Linked DNA regions of Drosophila melanogaster: region 2 is linked to region 1. Evidence: chromatin contacts called from public Hi-C data. All regions are on one chromosome and are shown on one strand. Each heading gives the region's core, a stretch centred on a gene start, on an enhancer-like site or on the middle of the called end of the contact. The rest is flanking DNA. Distances are from core to core; before and after follow the strand shown. Region 1 holds the start of Cog8 (Component of oligomeric golgi complex 8). Region 2 holds the start of lncRNA:CR43853 (long non-coding RNA:CR43853).

Region 1 (5,037 bases), core at 1,703-4,202:
AGGTATCAATGCCACTATTGGATTAAGTTTAGGTTACATTAAAATATTTCTTAAAAATAAATCTTGTTTTCCTTGATTTGCTCAGTGCATCCGTACGTGGAATGCTCCATCTCCACCAGTTGTCCATTCAGCAGCCATGTTTTCCAATTTTCGGCGCACTGCGTTGCATTCAGATTCGTTCAGATGCAACAGCAGTGGAACAACAACAGCAACAAAAGTCGCTCGCTTTTCCCAAAATTTAGTCATTGTTCGCGAAATTGCTTATAGACGCGGCACTATTGCCACCACCACCCCGTCGTTTTGCCCAATTTTCCGGACTGCCCAATCCGACCTGCCATGTCGACGCTTCTCAGTGAGGGAAAATTCGGATGGCAGGGAGTCCGTGGAGCTGATTGCAACTCTTTGGCTTTGGCTTTGGCGGTGGACAACCGCAACGAGCCGCTTTTTGATCGTCGGGCGTAGCACAAGTAAAAATATTATTACACTCTCGCGACCCGCAGTAAAATGGGGCTCCCCAGTGGGTCAGCGCACAGGCGGAACAAAGGCCACCGCCACTCGAAAACCATTCGCGAATTTATTCGCCGGAAAAGTTGTAAAATTAGGAAAACGATTTAGTGGAAGAACCGCGCATCCTTTTGCTAAATAGGCTGTTTTGGGTGTCTATCAATAAATGGTTTGGGGATTTGTTATTATGCAGGTAACTATACCGCATCAGGTAAGCTGAAGCATTATGGTAAACCATACATTAAGTTCGATTCTAATTAAGATTATGTATTGAAACATATTAAATGAAGTTCCTTGCGTTTTTCAAAAGTTTATAGTATAATTAAACTTTATGCCTTTAAGGGTAGGTATATTTATAAATATTGGAATATATTTAACAACTAATATTGCGTTGGACTGCTTTATCCCTCGGCAGTGACAGGCACCCCAGCGCTTGGCTTAGCCTCCATCACTTTATCCTGGGGCTGCACCAGTGCCTTGGTCGGCAGTAAGTGCTTCAAGGGCTCAAGAATGCGAGTCTGCTGCAAGTAGGTGAGCTGCTGTTGCTCCAGCTGAAGCAAGCTAATGCCCAAGTGAACGGTTAGCGACTGCGGGGGGAAGACTCCATGGATGCACCTCTGAATATAGGGTACCAGGTCGTAGGCCAGACATGAGCAGAGCCGAACAAATGCCTCTCGTTCGCTGCCGGCGAAGGCCTGCTGCTCTTGCCGATAAAAGGCAAGCACACGCTGAGCAGCCTGTTGCAGGGAGTGCTGCAGACAGCGGGTAACATCGGTGGCCAAGGCCAAGGGAGCACACAGACGCAGCTCGTTCAACGCGCTCAGATAGCCATTGCACAAAGCGGCCAGGGGATAGAAATCCAATAGAGCTTCGGGCGGCGCGTAGGACTCCTGCTCGGGATCAACCTGCTTGCGGGCGTGAGAGTGCAGCGCCACCTTGTTGATCAAGGTGAATCTCTCCAGTTCCCGCTCGAACTGCTCGTCGACCTGTTCCACGCTGCTCTCAAAGCGACGGCGGATCACGCCCACGAAAATTGGAGCCATAAGGGCACGAAAATCAGCGCCGACACGGCTAAACGACAGCCCAAAGTACATGCACTGCCCAAGCACTGTTTCGACGGAGCCAACTCCTAGCTGTAGATCACGTTCCAGAGTCTGCAGAAAGTCGCTGATCTGAAGAAACAGACAGAAAGTAGTATGCAAAGAAATAAACCAGTCAAGCAGTAGCAACCTTATTGTGCAGCCAGGCCTGAAAAAGTCTGTCACCGTTGCAGCTGACGCCCTGCAGCGGTCTTAAAGAACTCTGAGTCTTTAGAGTGCCCTCGTCTTCCGGGAAAATTGCGCGATACTGGGTGATTATATTGAACAGATTTATGCGAGTAATCTCGATGGTTTTCGATAGATGCTGCTGGGCTGTAAAGAGCAAGATGAAAATTGTTAGTTTCATTGCTGTGGTCCGAAGCGCCTTTTGCTACTTCTTTGAGCTTCACACTAACCATCTGCAGTGGGTATGGCCTCCAGGCAAGAAGTTAACCACGCGTCCCTTGCCTGCAGAAACTTCAATCGCAGTTCGTTGTCACCGAATGCCTGCATCCGTCGAAGATAGCCCACGATTTGCAGGCACTTGGGTAGCTGGAGATCCGTCCGCAGTTGTGCAACCAGCTGCACCAGCATGTTGTGCCACAGGGCTTCCACGGAGCGCACAATGCTCTGAAAGTATTCGCTTAATAAAGGAGAATGAAGAAAATCAAACTCAATGATAACGCACTGTGACCACGGGAATGTGTCCCTGGTGCTGGCCCAAGCGGGTGGCGTAGGCGGCCAGTTCCAGAGCCTCCTCGTAGCGGCCCTCGCGAATACAGCGCTCCATGAGTTGCGGCAGTTCGAGAACTTCCAGCAACTGGGCGTTCTTTTGCAGGGTAATGGAATTCAGTCGCCGTTGCTCATTCAGCTCGGCGGAGTCCTGCAGGAAGCGTTCGCACTGGACACTGAGGTCGGGAAGCTTGGACACCAGTGTGTCCAGCTGCTGCTCCGATCGCAGGAACTCGCTGAAAATCGAACGCGAGTTCTCCGCGGTGGTGATGAAAGTTCTGTAGTTGGAGATGGCCAGATCCTGTGTCTGCTCCAGAATGGTGCGCGCCTCTTCCGCCAGTCGCGTCTGCTCCTTCTTCAGCTGCTCCACCTTGCAGGTACCCAGTTTGGCGAGGTAGTTATCCAGCTCCGGATTGCCACGCAGATTGTCTGATGATGCGTTTGGAACACGAAACATAAGTTATCTGCCCATTCCGGCGGCTTTAAATGATGCACTCACCTGGCACACCGTCGGGGAATATCAGCTTCAGTACCCTCTCGTTCTCCAAATCCATTTTGTCCGGAAAGTCCATTGTTTTCAATTATAAATCAAAAATTATCCAATTTGTTGACGTCTGTGAAAAACAGCTGATTCGTGCGGTTCGTGCTACCAGATCGACGGTAGCCAGTACTGCCAGATTGCCGCGAATATTTTCTTTTATTGCTATTTAAAACCATTTTAGGCACCTTTCTAGATTCTAAGATCAATACAATCCGAAAAAGCTTTCTATAGAACGCATTTTAAAAATTAAGCTTACTCTGGAATGGTTGCGATAAAGTCACATATGAGAAAAGTAGTGTTAAAAATTCAATCATGAAGTCTGACAGAAGCTGACCAATATGAAACTCGCCTAACGTCTTTTCAAACATTTAGCTATATGATTTTTGTTTTAAAATATATTTTAATTGTTAAATTTAAATATATATATTTACATTAAATCTATACATCTTTAAAACTCAGGGCTGCACAAAGTACAATTTTTTTACATGGCATTAAAAGTTTTAATTGTTATATAATTTAAAGAATCAGTCCCTTAAAATACAATGCCATTAAATGAAAGTTAATTGTTAGGGAACAATGAAGCTATTTAGTACAATTTAAGTAACGATGAAAGGTTGCTAAGAAACGCGATTTCTTTTTCCCTATGAATAAGATTGAAATAGCTATATTAATGGATTAGATTATAACATTCGAATCATTCATTCATTGGTCTTATAGTTTCGATACGCACTTTACTTTCCTGGCCCAGACCTCCGATTAAAGCGCTCAACTGGAGTGAAGTGAACCTGCTTCTCAGGCGCAACCGCAGCCACAGTTATTATTTTTGCACTTTCACTTGCTCTGACCCAAATATCGATGGCACTTAGCTGATACGATTCCTTTATTTCGGGTGTCACTCACACAAAATGATATGATTTAGCATGGGCTATATCATAGATATTTTAACTTAACCGTAAGATACAACATTATTGCAAACTTAGGCACTTTTCTTATGAATGCTGTGGAGCCAGCCGCTTTTGCACAATATTTCGCAATAGCAATTATTTGGCAATTGTTTGGGGGAAAACCAGTTTTTTTTTTGCGGTCAGAAAAGGGAGCGGAAAAAGGCAGGAAAATCCATCAGCGACCACCCACTCCACTGCTGGACCTTAGCTACATCCGCCAAGCAATCCGCACCGCCCCACCACCCACCGCACCACCTGGTGGCGCAACTCTTACTCAATGGGAGTTTTCGTGGCCAATAAAAAACGGACGATGAGGAGCGGTTACAATATTGTTCGTGCGGCGTCTCGTGGGCGGAGCTGACGGGCGGGAGAGACATAGAGGTGGATAGTGGGCGGTGGGCAGACTAGGGGGGCGGGCGAGGACATAATAAACACACAACGATAATTAAACCGCGGTTAGACTGGACAGCAGACCGCTTTCAACAGTTTTTTGTTTTGCTGTCAGCGGAGGTGGTTTAAACAGTATCGAAAGTTGCTATGCACCGCCTTATAGATACTAAAATTAGTAATTAAATGCATTTACATAGTATAGTATAAATTTATATCACTATAAAATAATTTAAAAAAAAAACAAACAAATAAAATAAAAATATGTATATAAAATGAAAAAAACATTAACGTAAGAAAATATAACATATATATATATTGTTCGATGGCTTATGGTATTTATTTATATTTATTTATTACATTACACAGTCAGCCCTCGCTAAGTGCAGTTCCCGCAATCAAGTCCCGAAGATGCGCGCCAAAACAAGCTCTCTGTTCTCGACGAGGCGTCTAATCCTCGCCAGCAGCAACAGCAGCAGCAACAACACTTGCAACACCAGCGGCCGCAAATGAATCAAAACAAAGCCCAGGCAACAACAAATGCTCGGGTCCACCACTGACCTACTAAGACGCACTCTCCGCTTCGGAACATTGGAACGGTGGAGCATTGGAGCGGTGGAGGCACCACGAGAACCGAAGACTGTCTTCCGAAGACTCCTCGTTGCGTGTGGCGCTTTTTCTTGTCGATGTACTCCCGTGTTTTTAATTTTTTTTTTTTTTAGTTTTTTTTTTGCGCTGGGTCGTTTTTCAGCGTTTGTCGACGAATAATAAATAAGAAAAAGTTTTCCTGCAAAAGCAAACCAAAAGGCAAAAACAAAAACAAAAGCAAGCCGCACAGTAAAAATAAGAA
Region 2 (5,142 bases), core at 1,923-4,422, 3.6 Mb after region 1:
GTCCGCCCTGCATGATTTTCACGACGAAATTGTGTCACGGCAACCACGAGCTGCGCAAGACCATTCCCTGCTCGCAGCCCAACTTTAGCTGTGGCATGGCCTGTGGCAAGCCGTTGCCGTGTGGCGGGCACAAGTGTATAAAGCCGTGTCACGAGGGCCCCTGTCAGTCTGCCGGCGAGATATGCCGGCAGAGCTGCACCAAGCCACGACCGACCTGTGGTCATAAGTGTGCAGCTGCCTGTCACGAGGGAGCCTGTCCGGAAACGCCTTGCAAGGAGCTGGTGGAGGTGCAGTGCGAGTGCGGCAACCGAAAGCAGAACCGCAGCTGCCAGGAACTAGCCAGGGAGCACAGTCGTATAGCCACCATCCAGCTGGCCTCGTCCATGGCAGAGATGTCACGCGGCAACTACATGGAGCTCAGCGAAATCTTGGCTCCAGCCAAGAAATCTAATAAAACGTGAGTGGTGGTGTCTATTCAGCCGAATTTAAGTTTTCACTAGTATTAATATACGTAACATTTTGTCTTTAGTTTGGATTGCAACGACGAATGTCGTCTACTGGAGAGGAATCGTCGTCTTGCCGCGGCCCTGTCTTCTGGAAATTCCGATACAAAGCAAAAGTGTCTAACCAAGTACTCGGAGTTTGTTCGTGGCTTCGCAAAGAAGAACCCAGCGCTGACCAAGAGCGTTTACGAGACGTTGACCGACCTGGTAAAGTTGGCCAAGGAAAGCAAGCAACGGTCGAGGAGCCACTCTTTCCCCACCATGAACCGCGAAAAGAGGCAGCTGGTGCACGAGTTGTGCGAGGTATTTGGGATTGAATCGGTTTCCTATGACAAGGAGCCAAATCGCAATGTTGTTGCCACGGCCCATAAGGATAGGGTGAGTTCAACTTTGTAAAACACCAACTGAATCGCGTACTTATTTGGCTTAACTATTTGCAGTGCTGGTTCCCCGCCACGAGCATCATGGAAGTGCTGGCTCGTGAGTCCGGACAACGCCGTGTCCCGGTGCCCAGTAACAATGCTTGGGGATTGAAGAAGTAGATCAAATCCGTGTGGTATACAGAGATATTAAATATATTAAATCGTTGGCGCTGGAAAATAATAGTTAAAAATGGATAGATAATGCAAATGGAAGCCTGGATGTGGAAGACTTATTGATTGAACCTAAATGAGGAAAATTTTGTGGATGCGCTGCGAGGACAATACAGAAGGATAATTGCCGTTACCACGTATATTTTGTAAATTATAACAAATGTTAGTTGAACCCTAGAATGCTAAATGTTGAATACTTGAATATGGAGTGAACTGGATAAGCAGGCACAAATGTGAAGAATCATGTTAACCAATCTGTTGTACGATGAATTTATCCAAAAGCGAAACCTTCTGGCCACGTTGCATCTAAATACAAAGGAAAGCGATAGATGAGAAGGATAAATAAATGAGTAAATAGAGCAGAGGGCAATTATTGTGTTTTTTGTTTTAATTAATTTATTTCATGGGAGAAATTATGGATAAAAGGTCTTATAAACTTAATTTCAAATTTATGTCGCGATGGAACACAATGTCTTGTATGTTGCAGCAATTAGCTTTCAACAGTGGTCAGTATTCAGTGCTGTAAGTCGTTGTTATTTAACGGTCGCTTGTTTCAAACTGAAGTAATTTTGGAATTTACTTCGCTTAGAACAGAAATAATTTCAAATTTAAAATATAAATATATAGGACGTCATGCTTCACCATTAGATAATTAAAGTGGCGCGGAAATGAAAACAACCCAAGTGGAGGTGCTCAAGGGATATTCCACCTGCTGATCCATCCTGGTAGTCGAGGAAACTAGCAAACATCCCCCGGACTGCCCACAAGCCGAACTCGTTGCCATCTCGTTTCGGGCTATGGGCACAGGCCTCTAATTTGTTGCCATTGCCGTTGCCATTTTCACGAAAAACAATAAGCGGCGCCTGGGGAATAATGCCAAAATAAAGATGAAATGTTACGACAAGTCAGAGCGGCGAGGGATGAGAGCCCCGGATGAGGCCAACTCACGCACTCCGCCGGAACGCAATGGATGCGGGGCTTGGGCCGGATCCAGAGGCAGAACGCAAGTCGTATATGAATATAGACCTGACATAATGAGCAGCCTATAAGCGAAATGGCTGCCAGCAACCCACCAAATGCCATCCACCCACCAGCCACCACCCCCAATCATCTCAAGATGTGTGCGTAATTTGAATTTAGTCTGCCAGGGAGTTTATTAACAAATACAAGGCAATCCCCCACGTCAAGGAGGGCCGAGAATGAACGAAACAGAAAGAAAGAACGCTTTCAAGGAGAAACTGCCTCTTTAGATGGGCTGGGGAAAATAATTCCAGGGAGATTAAATTGTGGTTGGCATCTGTGGGCAGGGGGATTATTGCTCCAAAAACCGGCGAGATTGCAGGGGAAAGAGTTCATTTTGGGTCAATTGTAACCGCTGCATGTGCGTGGGAGTGTAGGTTGGATTTTATGTGTATAAAGTGTGTGCGTAATTTTAATTATGTGTTATGGCAAGAGAAAAAATTAAAAAACCAAAAAAAAAAACATATTGTTGAATAAAACTGGAATGGCAAATGTGCGGGCATATGCTATTATCGAACGATACTTGAGCCATTCAACATTCCAACAATTTCAAAATGAATGCAAGTATTTATTTATCATATATAATTTAAAACCAACACCGAATTTTAATTGTTTGAAATTACTTTTTGCGGTTAGATAAGTGTGGATTTAAATGATATTCGTAAGCTAACTTTGATGGTGTGTGAAAATATGGGCTTATGTGCTATTATTTACTGCCAATTTCGAGTGCTTGTATAGCACCAATTAATTAATGAAACCGCTTTAATATGTCACAAATGCGCAAAGTCTATTCAATTAGGTTTTTTAAATCATTTTAAATTTATAGCTACTTGTTTGGGCTTAAGTATGCATTGGATTAGTAGTTTACACGGAAATATGCTGTTAAAAATTGATATATTTCAATATACAGACATCAATTTATTTACATAACTGCCAGGTTTCCAAAACAGTTACCTCAAATTAAGGCACTCCAGTAGGAACTTTGACATTTTCTGTTGCCCAAAAATAGTAACTTGACAAGCATTTGACGTTCATTTGTGACATTTGTCCTGGGCGAGCTTATCATACATCTATCTTATATAACACATATAACATATGCAGTGGTATGTAATATGAAAGCTGTCCTTAAAATATTCATTAAGTCTGAGTGCAGTGGCTGAAATTATGCCTGCGTGTGGCCCAGTATACTCCAGCTCCCCACCTCTCACATCGCTCCAAAAGAATGTCCTACGTCCTGCGAGGACGTGACCCAAGCGAAAAGCAGACGACCACAGAATCGGAAGAGGGACTAGTGCAAAAGATGGGTGCCGAGTGACGCTGAGCTGTTGGTTTGGGTAGACGGCGCGTTGCTTTCAATTTGCGCATTTTGGCATTTTTAAAAATGCATTAAAGGAGCAGCACCACCAGCATCAAGGAGCACAAATAACGTGCCCAAAAAGATCTGCAGACAGACACAGAAAAAGTTGCGATGAAAGCGCGAAAATTACTTCCTAAATAGCCGCCTGACTGCCTGCCAAGACTACTCGACAAGCGGCGGCTTCCACGAGCGGCAAATGCTGAAGAAAATGGCCTCCAAGCCGAAACGACGACGACGACGACGACGACCATGTCCTGGGCTCAATAAAAGAGACACAGGCACACAAGCGCACATACATAGGTCCATACCTATGCAAAAGGGCAGGAGTTAGGAGCAAGGAGCGAGGAGCAGGAAAGGGTCACAGACGACGGGTTCGGAGAGTCGAATTCAAATTGCAAATTCGCCGCAGATTTTTTATGCACTTTTCCCTAGCCAAAATTAAGCCAGGCGAACGCTGCGCTCCGGAACGATTTCCAGACGGGTACTAAGACCAGGAACAGGACTACGGCCTGGACTGGGCGGAATCGGGATGAGGTCGAGGCCCAGGACGAGAGTAAGAGGACGACATTGCTGACGTTTTGACAGCGAAATAAAAAAAAAGGAAATAGACTGCAACTGGAATGGTAATAGGGGGGGCGGGAGTTTGAGGAAAGGAGGCCCGACTGAATGCAAATATTATCGTATCTACATGGAAAGATGGAGCTCCAGGGGAATATCGAGGTAATCGCAGAGACTGAAAAAAATTGAAATTGACATTCATAACTAAAATTTATTTTAAATTTATAAGCTAAATGCTTAATGCTTAAGAGTTCAGTTAAAGAACAATTTTTATAGAACCAATCGCAAGAGTTATAAAATCAAATGAAAAACATTGAAATTCTTCATGGAATTAAGAAGTTCATTTAAAAATGTTCCATTTAATCCATATAGAATATAAGGGAACCAACTATGTATTATTTTCAGTGCATGCGCGCTGCAAGGACTAGTCTCGTCTTTCTATGAGACCATTTCTATAGCGAAAAGGTGACAAACTGGTCGAGCCACTTGTGAGTAACTGGAGAATGGGTGCTGCAAGGGCCAAAACCCGGCGGCAACCCACCATCTATCTGTCGCTGTAACCCCACCTTAGACTCCCTTCCGCCATCCAACTAAATGCATTTCGGTTTTTATTCATATTTTATTCAAATGTGGCGACCAAAATGGCACAAACACAGCGCAGTTATTTATGTAATTCGTTCTTTTTTCCCGCAGACATCCTTGTTGCACTCGAGATGCAATGAGAGAACTTGGAAATGAACCAAATACGAAGTACGTATATTTTTCAAGGAGCAGCAGATAGTTTGGTGGGTCACCAAAAACGATTTCTGTTATTTTTTAGGTACTCTCTTACAATGCTGAGTTTTGTTATAAATTTAAAACATTTAATTTTTGTTAGTTCCTCGAACTAACTTTTTTACCATTTTCAAATGTCACCGAGTTATTCGTGTATCCTTGATCAGATTTAGCGAAAGGGCATGGAATTTTATAATTCTCATTCATTCAAGGCTGTGTGTGGGTGGTTCGCAATGGGTTGCTTATAAATAAAGCCACGAGACATCAGCTTTCCATGAATTGCATTTCCTTTTTTTCCTCCAATATTCCGCCGCCTCCTCACCCGACGAAGCCTTTG

The links. Hi-C and Micro-C count contacts between places; a contact is called where the count stands out from the background.
Region 2: a contact with region 1 is called in a Hi-C map of the Kc167 cell line, with 2.2 times the contacts expected there. The contact joins the promoter of lncRNA:CR43853 here to the promoter of Cog8 in region 1. A contact is called at or near these places in 3 of 107 Hi-C or Micro-C datasets (the Kc167 cell line, the S2 cell line and embryo).

Annotation. Positions count from the first base shown.
Region 1 is chr2L:11,495,996-11,501,032 of dm6, forward strand. Cog8 (Component of oligomeric golgi complex 8) reads right to left here and starts at 2,953. Exons shown (of 5, transcript NM_135659.3): 1 at 2,815-2,953; 2 at 2,272-2,744; 3 at 2,000-2,213; 4 at 1,735-1,916; 5 at 809-1,676. The coding sequence starts at 2,887. The coding sequence ends at 906.
Region 2 is chr2L:15,116,611-15,121,752 of dm6, forward strand. lncRNA:CR43853 (long non-coding RNA:CR43853) reads left to right here and starts at 3,173. Exons shown (of 2, transcript NR_073777.1): 1 at 3,173-3,219; 2 at 3,270-4,209. It overlaps stc (shuttle craft), which reads left to right. Exons shown (of 5, transcript NM_057251.4): 3 at 1-457; 4 at 530-881; 5 at 944-1,459. The coding sequence ends at 1,045.